Regions from separate parts of the Bos taurus genome. Here region 1 is linked to region 2. A link is a contact called in public Hi-C data. All regions are on one chromosome and are shown on one strand. Each heading gives the region's core, a stretch centred on a gene start, on an enhancer-like site or on the middle of the called end of the contact. The rest is flanking DNA. Distances are from core to core; before and after follow the strand shown. Region 1 holds the start of NDUFB6 (NADH:ubiquinone oxidoreductase subunit B6). Region 2 overlaps CLU (clusterin).

Region 1 (6,853 bases), core at 3,505-6,004, 310 kb after region 2:
GTCCAAGGGATTTCCCAGGCGAGAATACTGGAGTGGGTTGCCATTTTATTTTCCAGGGGATCTTCCCAAACCAGGGATCGAACCCGCATCTCCTGCAGCTCCTGCTTGGCAGGTGGATTCCTTACCACTGAATCACCAGGGAAGCCCTGTCTTTACTCACAAAGAAAACACTTATTTAGGCTATCAATGCTTTATACAACCTCTCTGGGGGTAGTTAAACACTCAGGGACTTACACAAATATGACTATCAAATGATTGTATCTCATCATAAGAGAGATGAGAGCTCTCACCTAAGCTGTTATAAGACAGAATGAGGGTTAATAAGAGCTTAAAGACACAATTTGCTTACTACTTCAAGGCATAAATCTTTTAAAATATTTCATATACAAAATAGTATATGAGAGGAGTATAATTAACCCCCACTTACCTATTAGTCAGCTTCAAGCATTACCAACTCATTACTAATTTTTCATTATTTAGAAGTAAATTGCAGGTTTTCCAGGGGCACTAGTGGGAAAGAATCCGCCTGCCAATGCAGGACATAAGAGACTTGGATTTGGTCCCTGGGTCTGGAAGGTCCCCTGGAGGAGAGCATGGCAATCCGCTCCAGTATTCTTGCTTGGAGAATCCCATGGACAGAGGGGCCTGGCAGGCTACTGTCCTTTCATTCATAAGTATTTCAGAAGTTAAATTTAAAAGATAAGAATGCCCCTTTAAAAATACAACCACAAAATCATAGCATATAGAATGAAAAGTAATTTCTTATTATCATAAAAGATTGAGAAAGGGTCCAAATTTCCCTCACTATCTCTCTTTTAAAAAAATATTTAGACAAGTTTTAGGTTTATAATAAAATTGAGAGAAAAGTACGGAGGTATATGGCCTATTCTCACACATGTGTAGCCTCCCCCATTATCAACATGTCTCACCAGAATAGTGCTTTTATTTTAAACCAACGACGAACCTACATGGAACCTACATGGATACATCACATCACACAAAGTCCATGGTGTTTTCTCTTGGTGGTGTGAGTTCAGTGGGTTTGGACAAATGTATGATAACACATCCATCATTATAATAGTATCATGCAGAATATTTTTACTCCCCTAAAATCCTCTGTGCTCTTCCTGTTTATCTCCCCCAACCCCTCCAGCAACCACTCATCTTTTATTGTCTCCATAGTTTTGTCTTTTAGAGAACATCATGTAGTTGGAATCATACAGCATGTAACTTTCTCAGTTTGGCTTCTTTCCCTTAGCTATATGCCAGTAAGATTCCTCCATGTATTTTCATCGGCTTGATAGCTCAGTTCTTTTCAGCACAGAATAATATGCCATTTTCTGGATGTGCTGTACTGTGCTTAGTTGCTTAGTCGTGTCCGACTCTTGGCGATCCCATGGACTGTAGCCCGGCAGGCTCCTCTGTCCATGGGGATTCTCCAGGCAAGAATACTAGAGCGGGTTGCCATGCCCTCCTCCAGAGGACCTTCCCAATCCAGATCTCCTGCATTACAGGTGGATTCTTTACCGTCTGAGACACCAGGGAAGCCCAAGAATACTGGAGTGGGTAGCCTGTCCCTTCTCCAGGGCATCTTCCTAACCTAGGAATCAGACCAGGGTCTCCTGCATTACAGGTGGATTCTTTAGCAGCTGAGCTACCAGGAAAGCCCAATAAAGTATTTTAAAGCTAACGTATTTCCTTTTTTGTTTTTAAAGATATAATGCTATTGCACACTTAATTCTCTCAGTTGTGTTTGACTCTTTCTTTGTGACCCCATGGGTTGTAGCCCACCAGATCCCTCAGTTCATGGAATCCTCCAGGCAATAATACTGGAGTTAGTTGTCATTTCCTTCTCCAGGAGTATCTCCCTGGAGATATTCCCAACTCAGGAACTGAATCCCAGGTCTCCCACGTTGCAGGCAGATTCTCTCCATCTGAGCCACTAGGGAAGCCCTGTCTGGATGTACCACAGTTTATTTAAACATTCACCTACTGAAGGACATCTTGGTTGCTTCCAAGTTTGGGCAGGTATAAATAAAGGTACTGTAAACATTTGTGGGTAGGTTTTTGTGTGGATGTAAGTTTCTGACTCCTTTGGTAAATACCAAAGAACAAAATTGTAGGATTTTAAGGTAAGAGAAATTTTCATTTTGTAAGAAACCTCCAGCCTTCCAGAGTGGTGATACCATTTTGCATTTCTGCCAGCATTGGATGAGAGTTCCTGTTACTCCACAACCCTCTCCCACAGCATTTCATGTTGTCAGTGTTCCAAATTTTTGCACTTCTAATGGGTGTGTAGTGGCATTGTTTAAATTTGCATTTCCCTGATGACATATGATGTGGAGCATCTTTTCGTATGCCTACTTTCCATCTGTATATCTTCTTTGGTGAGGTGTCTGCTAAGATCTTTGGCCAGTTTTTAAATTGGGTTGTTTGTTTTCTTATTGTTGTTTCTCTTAATCTATAGGTTCTCTCTCTCGCCTCCATATATTCTTTTAAAGAATCTGAGATGCTTGTCTGAAGTTTCTACAAGTTAGATTTTTCATAATGTATTAATATCATTCTGATGTTATTCCTATGTTTCCTGTAAATGAGTGGTTAGATCTAGAAACTTGATCAGATTCAGGTTCAGTTTTTTGTTTAGCAAGGCTTATTCACAGGCAGTGAGGTAGTCTTCCACCAGGGGGCGCAGTTGCTCTCTGTCAAGGATCTCAACCTCGTGATCTGGGCATTGATTCATTAACAAACTAATGTTTGCGAAATAGTAATATTCTAAATATGCCATCTATTCTTATTAGGTTTTTAGATTTTTTGAATAAATTTCTCCTTATCAACTATTTTGTTACTTTATGATTTATATAATGAGGCCAGAAAAACGCTTGATTTTTCCCTCTGCTTTTTAGTTTTCAAAATAATGAGTTGGTTCCCTAACACCCCATGGACTGGGGTCACAAAGAGTCCTACACGACTGAGCGACTTCACTTTCACTTTCACTTTCCCTAACACCATCAAAAAGTGACCAATAAGGTTTTTTTTTTTAAATCATAGTGAAAAAAAATCATGATTTTTAAAAATCATAAATCATTTTAAAAATCATGTATGTAAATGTATCTGATATTTTTCATTCACCCACTGAAGTCACAATACTTACTGATGCTCAAATCATTCCATCTTTGACCAGTGTAAGTCTATTCAAGTTGTCTCCTCAATCATTTTGACACGACCCTACTAGTCTTTAAAAACCTCCCTGCCTTCAGCTAAGATAAGATGTTCCAGGCTTATTTTACATTTCCAACCCCAATGTGAAATTAGTTATTTCTCCAAAGTGATGGTTTTCAAAGTGTGATTGGGGAGCCCCTGGGCATCCCTGTAATCCTATCATGGGGTTTGCGTGGTCACAATTATTTTCATAAAAATACTAAGATGCTATTTGCTCTTTTAAACTCTTTTTGTCTCATAAATATATACAGAGTTCCCCAAGGTTACATGATGTATGATATTATGATTGAATGTAGAAGCAGTTTTAAGAATTCTGCTGTCATTTATTAAGCCAGACATTAGAAAAATTTACAATGGCACTCTTCTAAGTAGTTTTTGTTAACAGATTTTTTTTGTTTTTACATGTTTTAATTTCTAATGCACTAAACATCAATAGATATAACCCACATCAACAAACTCTTTGGGACCCTCTCACAATTTTAAGAATTTAAAGAGATTTAGGGAACAAAATGTTTCAAGAACAACTAACTACTCTAAGGAGTCTTGGCTCCTTTTAATTGAAGATGGTATTTAGAGATCACAATCTAGGAGCTAGAGATATTCATGGTTACTGGGTTGGCCATAGTCCGTAGGGCGTTTCATAGGCAAATTTATATATAACATTACTACTGTCCTCCCTTTTTTGGATAAAAGGTAGTATGTACACTTCTCTCCACGTAGCTTTTTTTTCACTGAACAATATTATGTTTTCAGGCACTCACTTCATTACGTTCGTTTACAATTTATTCAACTAGCCATTTGTTGAGGAATTTCCATATTTTATTATATATATGGTGCTGCAGTGAACAATTGCATGTACTTTTACTACTATATCTTTAGGATAGAATTCTAGAAGTGAGAATACCGGATCAAAGGGTGAATGTGTACAACTCTGCTATATATTGAGATTCTTTTTACTTCTACAGTACAGATGAAGGAAGGGCTTCCCCCAGTAGCTCAGCTGTAAAGAATCCGCCTGCAATGCAGACCCCTGGGTCAGGAAGATTCCCCTGGATAAGGGTATGGCAACTCATTCCAGTATTCTTGCCTGGGAAATCCCATGGACAGAGGAGCCTGGCCGGCTACAGTCCAAGGGGTCGCAAAAGAGTCAGACACGACTTAGCAACTAAACAATAACAGCAACAGATGAAGGAACAGACTGAGACAGCTGCTCAGGGTCACTTTTCCAGTCACTGACAAAAGACTTAACGTCTCCACAGACTCTGTAGGTCCGTAGGGCGGGGGCGGGGGCCGCTTAGTTACCTGACGAGTATGAGAGGTCGAAAGACTAGAGGTTCTGTTAAGGAAGAAATGGTGTGCTGGATATTGGAAGAATGAGAATCCCCGCCGCCGCCCCTTCTGGTAATTTAGACCAGTACAGCCGGCGAGGTGTGCGGGGCTTTGCGCATGCCCAGCCACTACGTGCAGGTTGGAGTCGCTCGGAGGCAGGAGCAGAGTGACGTTATAACGGCGCGCCGCTCCCAGGCGTCCTCGCAAGGTCGCTTTGCAGAGCGGGAGCGCGCGTAAGTGACAAGACCCTGGTTCGGGTGCGCGCCGTCTCTTGCTGCCTTGGTATCAGCAGCGACATGTCGGGGTATACGCCCGAGGAGAAACTGCGGCTGCAGCAGCTTCGAGAGCTAAGAAGGCGATGGCTGAAAGATCAGGAGCTGAGCCCCCGGGAACCCGTGCTGCCTCCGCAGAGGGTGTCGCCTGTGGAGCGATTCTGGAATAAATTTTTGCAAGACGGAGCTCTCTGGAAGAACGTGGTGAGTGACCGCCCTTCCCAACCCCAACCCACTCTCGTCCCATCGCAGTCCACGGCCTGGCTGCTGAGACAACCTGTTCGCTATAGCCGCGTTGCCCCCGGAAGTTCCCCAAGGGAGAGTCAGGTTCAGTCGAGACTGCGGCTTGTCTGGGACTCCGTCTGGTCCCAAGAGTCATGCACTGGAAGTCAGGAGTTCGGAGCTTGTATGGCTTTGGGATTGTCTTGCCCTTTGGCTCTCAAGTGTGATAAGAAGGAGGCGAATCTCTGCCTAGGTCATACAGGACGTACAGGTTTGCCTTTCTTTTGACTGAGGAAACCTTTCCTCAGAAGGATGGCCAAGGATTCACTAGAGTTAAAATTCAATGATTTTAGTATCCAAGGACACTTGTGTGATTTTTGAGGTTGAGATTACACAGACCAACACTACACTCGACTACCCGAAAGCAGGATAATCCTCTAGCTGGTAATGCAGCTCCATGTTAATTACTGTAAAAGAAAAGGTTCTGTTGATATGCTGTTGATAGCTGTGAAAAGAAGAGAAGCGAAAAGCAAAGTAGAAAAGGAAAGATATACTCATTTGAATGCAGAGTTCCAAAGAATAGCAAGGAGAGATAAGAAAGCCTTCCTCAGTGGTCTGTGCAAAGAAATAGAGGAAAACAATAGAATGGGAAAGACTAGAGAGCTCTTCAAGAAAATTAGAGATACCAAGGGAACATTTCATGCAAAGATGGGCTCAATAAACTACGGAAATAGTATAGACCTAACAAAAGCAGAAAATATTAAGAAAAGGTGTCAAGAATACACAGAGGAACTGTACAAAAGGGATCTTCACGACCCAGATGATCACGATGGTGTGATCATTCACCTAGAGCCAGACATCCTAGAATGTGAAGTCAAGTGGGCCTTAGGAAGCATCACTACAAACAAAGCTAGTGGAGGTGATGGAATTCCATTTGAACTATTTCGAATCCTAAAAGATGATGCTGTGCCAGCAAATTTGGAAAACTCAGCAGTGGCCACAGGACTGGAAAAGGTCAGTTTTCATTCCAGTCCCTAAGAAAGGCAATGTCAAAGAATACTCAAACTACTGCACAATTGCACTCATCTCACTCGCTAGTAAAGTAATGCTCAAAATTCTCCAAGCCAGGCTTCAACAATACGGGAACCATGAACTTCCAGATGTTCAAGCTGGTTTTAGAAAAGGCAGAAGAACCAGAGATCAAATTGCCAACATCCGCTGGATCATCGAAAAAGCAAGAGAGTTCCAGAGAATCATCTACTTCTGCTTTATTGACTATGCCAAAGCCTTTGACTGTGTGGATCACAATAAACTGTGGGAAATTCTGAAAGAGATGGGAATACCAGACCACCCGACCTGCTTCTTGAGAAATCTGTATGCAGGTCAGGAAGCAACAGTTAGAACTGGGCGTGGAACAACAGACTGGTTCCAAATCGGGAAAGTAGTACATCAAGGCTGTATATTGTCACCCTGCTTATTTAACTTCTATGCAGAGTACATCATGAGAAATGCTGGGCTGGATGAAGCACAAGCTGTATTCGAGATTGCTGGGAGAAATATCAGTAACCTCAGATATGCAGATGACACCACCTATGTGGCAGAAAGTGAAGAAGAACTAAAGAGCCTCTTGATGAAAGTGAAAGAGGAGAGTGAAAACGTTGGCTTAAAGCTCAACATTCAGAAAACTAAGATCATGGCATCCGGTCCCGTCACTTCATGGGAAATAAATGGGGAAACAGTGGAAACAGTGTCAGACTTTATTTTTTGGGGCTCCAAAATCACTGCAGATGGTGACTGCAGCCATGAAATTA
Region 2 (6,781 bases), core at 2,994-5,493:
TTTTTTAAAAATGATTTTACCTACATGAAATTTACCCCGTGGCAAGTGGGATCCTAGTTCCCCAACCAGGGTTTGAACTCATGTACCCTGCACTGCAAGGTGGATAAATCACAGTATCACAGCTTCATTTTGCGTGCCAGTTGCAATTGATTAGTTCTGGCTGCAGTGTGTGATTGATTGGTAATGTCTGCTATGAATGCAGTAATGTGGGAATGTGAAAAACACCTGTGCCAGGTATTTGCCATCTTAAAAGACTCTCATCCAGCTATTCTTAGCTGCATAAGTTAACAAATGGCTCCATGGTAGAGCAGAGCCCTGTGTCCTCTTTAGCAAAAGGAATTAAGAATTTTTAGTATGCTAATATTTATCTACCCTCCCCTGCAGGCCTTGCTCAATTAGGACTCATGAATTTTGCCCTTCCCCAGAGTCCTATTGGTTGGCGCTTGGCTGATTGGGGGTCAAAGAGGACAGAAGACTAGTCTCACCTGACGGGTCTTGTGACTTCCTTAGCCTCACAGGTCTTCTTACTCCTGCCCTCTGGGGTCAGCAGAATGGAAGGGGGCTGGCCTGGACATTTCAGAGATGGGAGCCATTCCCAGCCAGGCCTCCGCCCCATGCTGTGACTCTGAGATGTCCCAGGTGCTGGAATGGGCCTGGCCCCTCTTGACAAGGGGGAGGCATCCCTGACTATCCCCCACCTCCTGTCACAGCTTGAGGAGTTCCTAAACCAGAGCTCCCCCTTCTACTTCTGGATCAACGGTGACCGCATCGATTCCCTGATGGAGAATGACCGGGAGCAGAGCCACGTGATGGACGTCATGGAGGACAGCTTCACCCGGGCGTCCAGCATCATGGACGAGCTCTTCCAGGACCGGTTCTTCCTCCGGAGGCCCCAGGACACTCAGTACTACTCCCCCTTCAGCTCGTTCCCGAGGGGGTCACTCTTCTTCAATCCCAAGTCCCGCTTTGCCCGGAACGTGATGCCTTTCCCCTTGTTGGAACCCTTCAACTTCCACGATGTGTTTCAGCCCTTCTACGACATGATCCACCAGGCCCAGCAGGCCATGGACGCCCACCTGCAGAGGACTCCCTACCACTTCCCCACGATGGAATTCACAGGTGAGAAGGAGGGGGACAAAAACTCAGTTCTTTGAGATGCTTAACCCAGTCAAACAGGCTGTGATGCTGAAGAGACGTATGAATAGCTAAGGAGCTAAGGAAGTGTAGAGGCAGGGAGCCTTAGATGCTCAGATCTGTGCCCAGGACTTGGCCTGTATCATCTGAATCCCCCAAGGAGCAACCTGGGGAGGGGGCTACCATCTCTGACAGGGAGTGTAGGAACATGCGCAAAGGTTCACAGACATCCCTATTGGCTCAGCTGTAAAGACTCCGCCTGCAATGCAGGAGACGTGGGTTTGATCCCTGGTTTGGGAAATCCCCTGGGCTGGTCAAATCTAGTCCTGTAGGACTTGTAACTCTGGTATTCTTTTGAGTTTTCCAGGCTCCTTCCAACAATTTCCTCTAGGGTAGGGATTCCCGGCCTCTGGGATTTAATGCTTGTTGACTGAGGTGGAGTTGGTGTAATAGTAATAGACATAAAGTGCACAATAAATGTGATGCTCTTGAATCATCCTGAAACCTTCCCCCACCCTCCCCCTCCCTGGTCCATGGAAAAATTGTCTTCCACAAAACTGATCCCTTGAACCAAAAAGGTTGTGGACCACTGGTCCTGAGGGCTAGACCTCTTTGTCTTGAGAACTCAGGTGCTTTATATGGATGCCATGCATATACTGGCAATGAATTATATAATCAGCTCACTGTACAGTTAAGAAAGCTGTTTGTGGCTATAACCTTAGAGTCTGGTAGAGAATGGGCACATAGCGAGTATCTTTTGAATGAATGAACTCTAACATGGACATGAAAAGCCGAAATTTTTCGAAGTGATTTCTTTCATTGAACCAATAGACACTGGTTGGCCAACCCCATCGCCTAAATGCTACAGTTGGACCAGCACTGGGTTTTGGCTTGTAATGGATTGGAAATACAGGAGGGTACTGACTTAAACAGGTTTCCCGGTGGCTCAGTGTTAAAGAACTCACCTGCCAATGCAGCAGACATGGGTTAGAACCCTGAGTTGGGAAGATTCCTTGGAAAAAGAAATGGCAACCCGCTCCAGTATTCTTGCCTGGAGAAGCTCATGGACCGAGGACCCTGGCAGGCTACAGCCCATGGGGTCGCAAAAGAATCTGACACGGCTTAGCGGCTAAACAACAAATTGACCTGAACAAGCATTTCCTGCATATCCATAAGGTTGCGGGGGGTGGGGAGTCGCCCTGTGTTATAAGGAGGTTCCAAGGTAAATCTTACTCCTGCCTTCAAGGAGCTTGCTGCCTGGCCAGGGGGAGAGAAACGAGACAAGACAGATTGCAGAGCAAAACGGGTTATGATACCAAAGAGAAGCACACACAGCTAAGGGAGTATGGAGGTGGGAGAGGTGTCAGCAGGCGAAGGTGGTGAGAGCGTGGCCATGCCCAGCTCAGGGAGGCCTGGGCACCATCTCCTGGTCCCACTGCAGGGAGTCCCACTGCTGGTCCAAGCCTGGAGGACCAGCAGTCTTCAGGCAGACAGCCAGATGCCAACCTGCTCTGCCCGCAGAATCATCTCAAAAGGCTTGTCAGTGGTGTGGAAGGGCTCAGAGAGACGGGGGCAGCCCGTGTTGCTCTGCGTGACTTGTCCCGTGTGTTCCCAGAAAACAACGACCGTACTGTGTGTAAGGAGATCCGCCACAACTCCACGGGATGCCTGCGGATGAAGGACCAGTGCGAGAAGTGCCAGGAGATCCTGGAAGTGGGTGAGTCAGGGGCCCCCTGGTCTCCTATGTCTTCAGGTCCCCAGCACCTCACTGGGCTTGCCTTTAGCGGGTCACGTGGGTGGGAGTTTAATGCCAGCTCTGCTGCCTTCAGCTGTGGCTCTTGGTAGGGGGGACTGGCCTTTGCTTGGCTTTCCCTGGATCCCCCATCTGGGGTTGAGGGTTAAGATGCAGAGTTGTCCCTGAGGTCAGGAGACAGAATACTTATCATATCAGCTCATGGTTAACAGGCTGACTGTGGGAGGGGTGCTTTCTAAAAAGCTGTCATCCTGTGACTTCCTCCAGTCAGTCTGTTCCCAGGGGCTAAACCTAGTATACTTCATTTTTGGCTGCAGACGATGAAAATTTAGACAGTATGTTGTTGTCGCTAAGTCATGTCTGACTCTTTGCAACCCATGGACTGTAGCCCAGGCTCCTCTGTCCATGGGATTTCCAAGGCAAGAATACTGGAGTGGGTTGCCATTTCCTACTTCAAGGGATTTTCCCAACCCAGAGATTGAACTCAAGTCTCCTGTATGGACAGGCAGATTCTTTACCACTGAGCCATCGAGGAAGTGCTTCAGCAGTACGTACTCTATTAAACAAACTCTTGCCGTGTGTTTGTTACCAAACACCCTTCTTCTCAACACTTTACAAACATTTGCTCTTTCCCTAGAATAACTGGGGTGGCTGCTTTTCTTACAGAGGAGGAGACTGAGTCAGAGAAGGTTTGGTGACCTGCCAAGATTACTGGACGCCCCTCCTGGGGGGTGTTTGGGAGGTGTTCCCCACCATTGCTGCTATGTTCTCTGCCCTGAACATATGGTCTCTCCTCGGGGTACCTTCGCTTTCTGGCCATATTCCCTGTGGTTGGTTGATCCCTGAGTTGGAGGAAATAGCTCTCTTCCGCTGTTGCTCTCTGTTTTATCAAGGGGACTGAATTCTTCCTGCTGCTGCTGCTAAGTCGCTTCAGTCGTGTCCGACTCTGTGCGACTCCATAGATGGCAGCCCACCAGGCTCCGCCGTCCCTGGGATTCTCCAGGCAGGAGTACTGGAGTAGATTGCCATTTCCTTCTCCAAAGCTTGAAAGTGAAAAGTGAAAATGAAGTCACTTAGTCGTGTCCGACTCCTAGCGACCCCATGGACTGAAGCCTACCAGGCTCCTCTGTCCATGGGATTTTCCAGGCAAGAGTACTGGAGTGGGGTGCCATTGCCTTCTCCGGAATTCTTCCTACTTGGAGGTAAACAGCTATAAAAGCAGTGACACACTTCCTGGCTCACAAAAGTCTATGCTTGGAAGGAAGGAGTTAATTATTTCTCTGTACTGAGTGAGTCGATCCTGGGGGGTGTTTGCTTTGCTCTTACTTAATTCTTTCGGGTGCCTGGGCAGCCCTTCAGAGTCTAGTTAAATATTCCCAGTCTCAGTGCTGTGATTTTAGAAGCCACTGCAAAAGTACAAGTGGTATGTGAGGCTGATCCATGAAGGAGTGAGGTGAGCCCACACGCCCGCCTCTTGGGTTTAGCCCATAACATATCACAGTTAGAAAGCCATAAATCACATAGTGCCTCACGGTGAGAAAGTCACCTTAGGGCCAGAAGAAGAGACCTCCCGACGCCCAAGCTCAGATTGGTGCCCCTGATACCGATCTTAACCGTCACTGATCACAACTTCCTGAAACACTGTTTTTTTTCTACATTGAGGAGGACTTAGGACCTCTTATCTAAGGTGCTTGCAGCCGTTGGAGCATGTGTGTGCTGCCTGGGACCTCCAGACGGGACTTTTGCAATCTCCATTCTCCTGGCATTTTGAACCAGATCATTCTTTTTTTTTTTTTTAAATGATAGGCTTCATCATTTTTTAAATAACTATTAAAAAATATTTTTATCTGGCTGCATTGGGTCCTAGCTGTGGCATGCAGGATCTTCACTGCGTCATGCATTGCAGTGGGTGGGCTCAGTAGTTGCGGCATGCAACGTGGGATCCTAGTTCCCTAACCAGGGATCAACCCCGTGACCCCTGCATTGCAAGGTGGATTCTCAACCACTGGACCACTGGGGAAGTCCCTGGGCCGGATCTCTGTTTGTGACGGGGCTGCCCTGTGCACTGTAAGGCAGTTAGCAGCATCTCTGGCCTCTAGCCCCTGGATGCCAGTAACCTCCCACCGCCCCCCGACCAGTTGTGACAACCAAAAGTGTTTTCAGACCTTGTCAAATATCCCTGGGGACAGCACCGCCCCAGGTGAGGGCCACTGCCCTAGGCTGCATCCTGGTTCCCAGTGGCTGTCCTTACTTTCAATGACTCCCTGGCACAGAGAGTGTAGTCATTGTGCGTATTTCTCAACTCAGCTTATTGTTCATAATCCTATGTCTTGCTCCACCTGATTGCTTGCTCCTCCATTAATAGAAATGATTACAACCAGCATGATGAAGTATGCAAAGAACTCCTCCTTTTTCCCTGACTTGCTTGAGTTTCATGTGCTCTTTTGGGCATATTTTTCAACAATTAAGGGAGAGAAAAACAGAGAGAGTGTTTAAAGAGAGAGTGTTGTTTCTAGCTCTTGTCTATCTCACCATCTGCGGTGGGTGGGGTAGGGGTGGGGGCCAAAATCAATGAACTTGCCTACTCTCTGGTGAGGTTGGTAGCCAGCCGTGATGGGCAGGCGGGCAAACCTGGGCCCACAGCCCTCAGTCCCTGTGTGCTTGTGGTCCGAGGATCCTGGCTGGCTCTTCTGCTACTTAGCTTCTTGGGGCCAGAATTTCCAACTCTGTAGATATAAGCTAGCTTGGAGAAGTTTCCAGAGCCGTAGACTGAGTAGCAAGAGCCCAAGTTTAGGAGTTACAGCTCTGGGTTCACCATCCTGACCTCCCAAATCGTTCATCCTATGACTTTAGGCAGATGGTTTAGCTCTGTGGTCCTCAGTTTCATTGCTGGACGTCAGAATACATCAGACTATTAATGATCACTGCTATCCAGAGCGCTTGGTAATGCCTGAGCATAAGCATAGCAGTACTGGACAAATAGCAGCTACAGATAACATCCACCACTTCTGGAAATGGTTCCTGAGGGGACAGGGCAGTGAGAGGATCTCCTAGTCTGAGCACACGGAGCCCCGAGGCCATGCTTCATGAGGTGTGGGGCAGTGCCCCTCCTTGCCCGTCTCCAGGGAGACAGGGTCTTGCACCCAAAGAGAAATCAGTGATGTCACCAAGACAGTTTACTTCAGCTGACACCATCTTCCAGAGCAAGACTTTCTTGATGAAGACAGCACATGCTGAGTCACACTCAGGGCCAGCTCTCTGCTTTGTCTTGGGCTGACCGCGGATGCTTGGTGGAAAGATGGCATTCTGAGTAGCTCTGGCTCAGGTCCTGGCTGCGTGACCCGGTTGCCATTTGTCTGCATCCCTGTTGAGCTCTCCCTTCACCTTTCTGTCATCTGTCTGTGTTCTTTGCCTCTCTGGGCAGACTGTTCGGCCAGCAACCCGACTCAGACGCTGCTGCGCCAGCAGCTGAACGCATCCCTGCAGCTGGCGGAGAAGTTCAGCAGGCTGTACGACCAGCTGCTCCAGTCCTACCAGCAGAAGATGCTCAACACGTCGGCCCTGCTCAAGCAGCTGAACGAGCAGTTCACCTGGGTGTCCCAGCTGGCCAACCTCACGCAGAGCGACGACCAGCACTACCTGCAGGTCTTCACGGTGAGTCCCTGCTGGCCGTGCACTGCCGCTACGCCCTCGGTGCGGCCTGGAGGTCGTGTGGTCCTCCCCTGGGGGTGAAACGGGATCAAGATGTTCATGGGGCCATGTCTGCTTCCGATGGAGCACTTGTCCTACCCCAGGAAGCGAACCCTCAGGCACAGCGGTGCACGGAGGCCCTGTTGCCCAGTGAGGCAGAGTGTCACAGTCCCATTTTATGGGTGAGGAAAGGGCGTGGTTCAA

The links. Hi-C and Micro-C count contacts between places; a contact is called where the count stands out from the background.
Region 1: a Hi-C map of liver shows a contact between it and region 2, with 6 times the contacts expected there. The contact joins the promoter of NDUFB6 here to the enhancer-like site in region 2.

The regions. Positions count from the first base shown.
Region 1 is chr8:11,499,973-11,506,825 of ARS-UCD2.0, forward strand. It overlaps NDUFB6 (NADH:ubiquinone oxidoreductase subunit B6), which reads left to right and starts at 4,755. Exons shown (of 4, transcript NM_175787.2): 1 at 4,755-5,024. The coding sequence starts at 4,845. It overlaps LOC112447772 (a long non-coding RNA gene), which reads right to left and starts at 4,640. Exons shown (of 6, transcript XR_009495512.1): 1 at 4,522-4,640.
Region 2 is chr8:11,186,593-11,193,373 of ARS-UCD2.0, forward strand. CLU (clusterin) reads left to right here. Exons shown (of 9, transcript NM_173902.2): 5 at 711-1,119; 6 at 2,750-2,851; 7 at 6,312-6,541. Among named protein-coding and RNA genes, the nearest start is that of CLU, 13 kb to the left of the region's middle. Within about 2 kb of position 4,244, at least 7 of the 102 cell types and tissues checked have an H3K27ac peak or open chromatin away from gene starts, as enhancers often do. A contact at or near this core is called in liver, where this site is marked.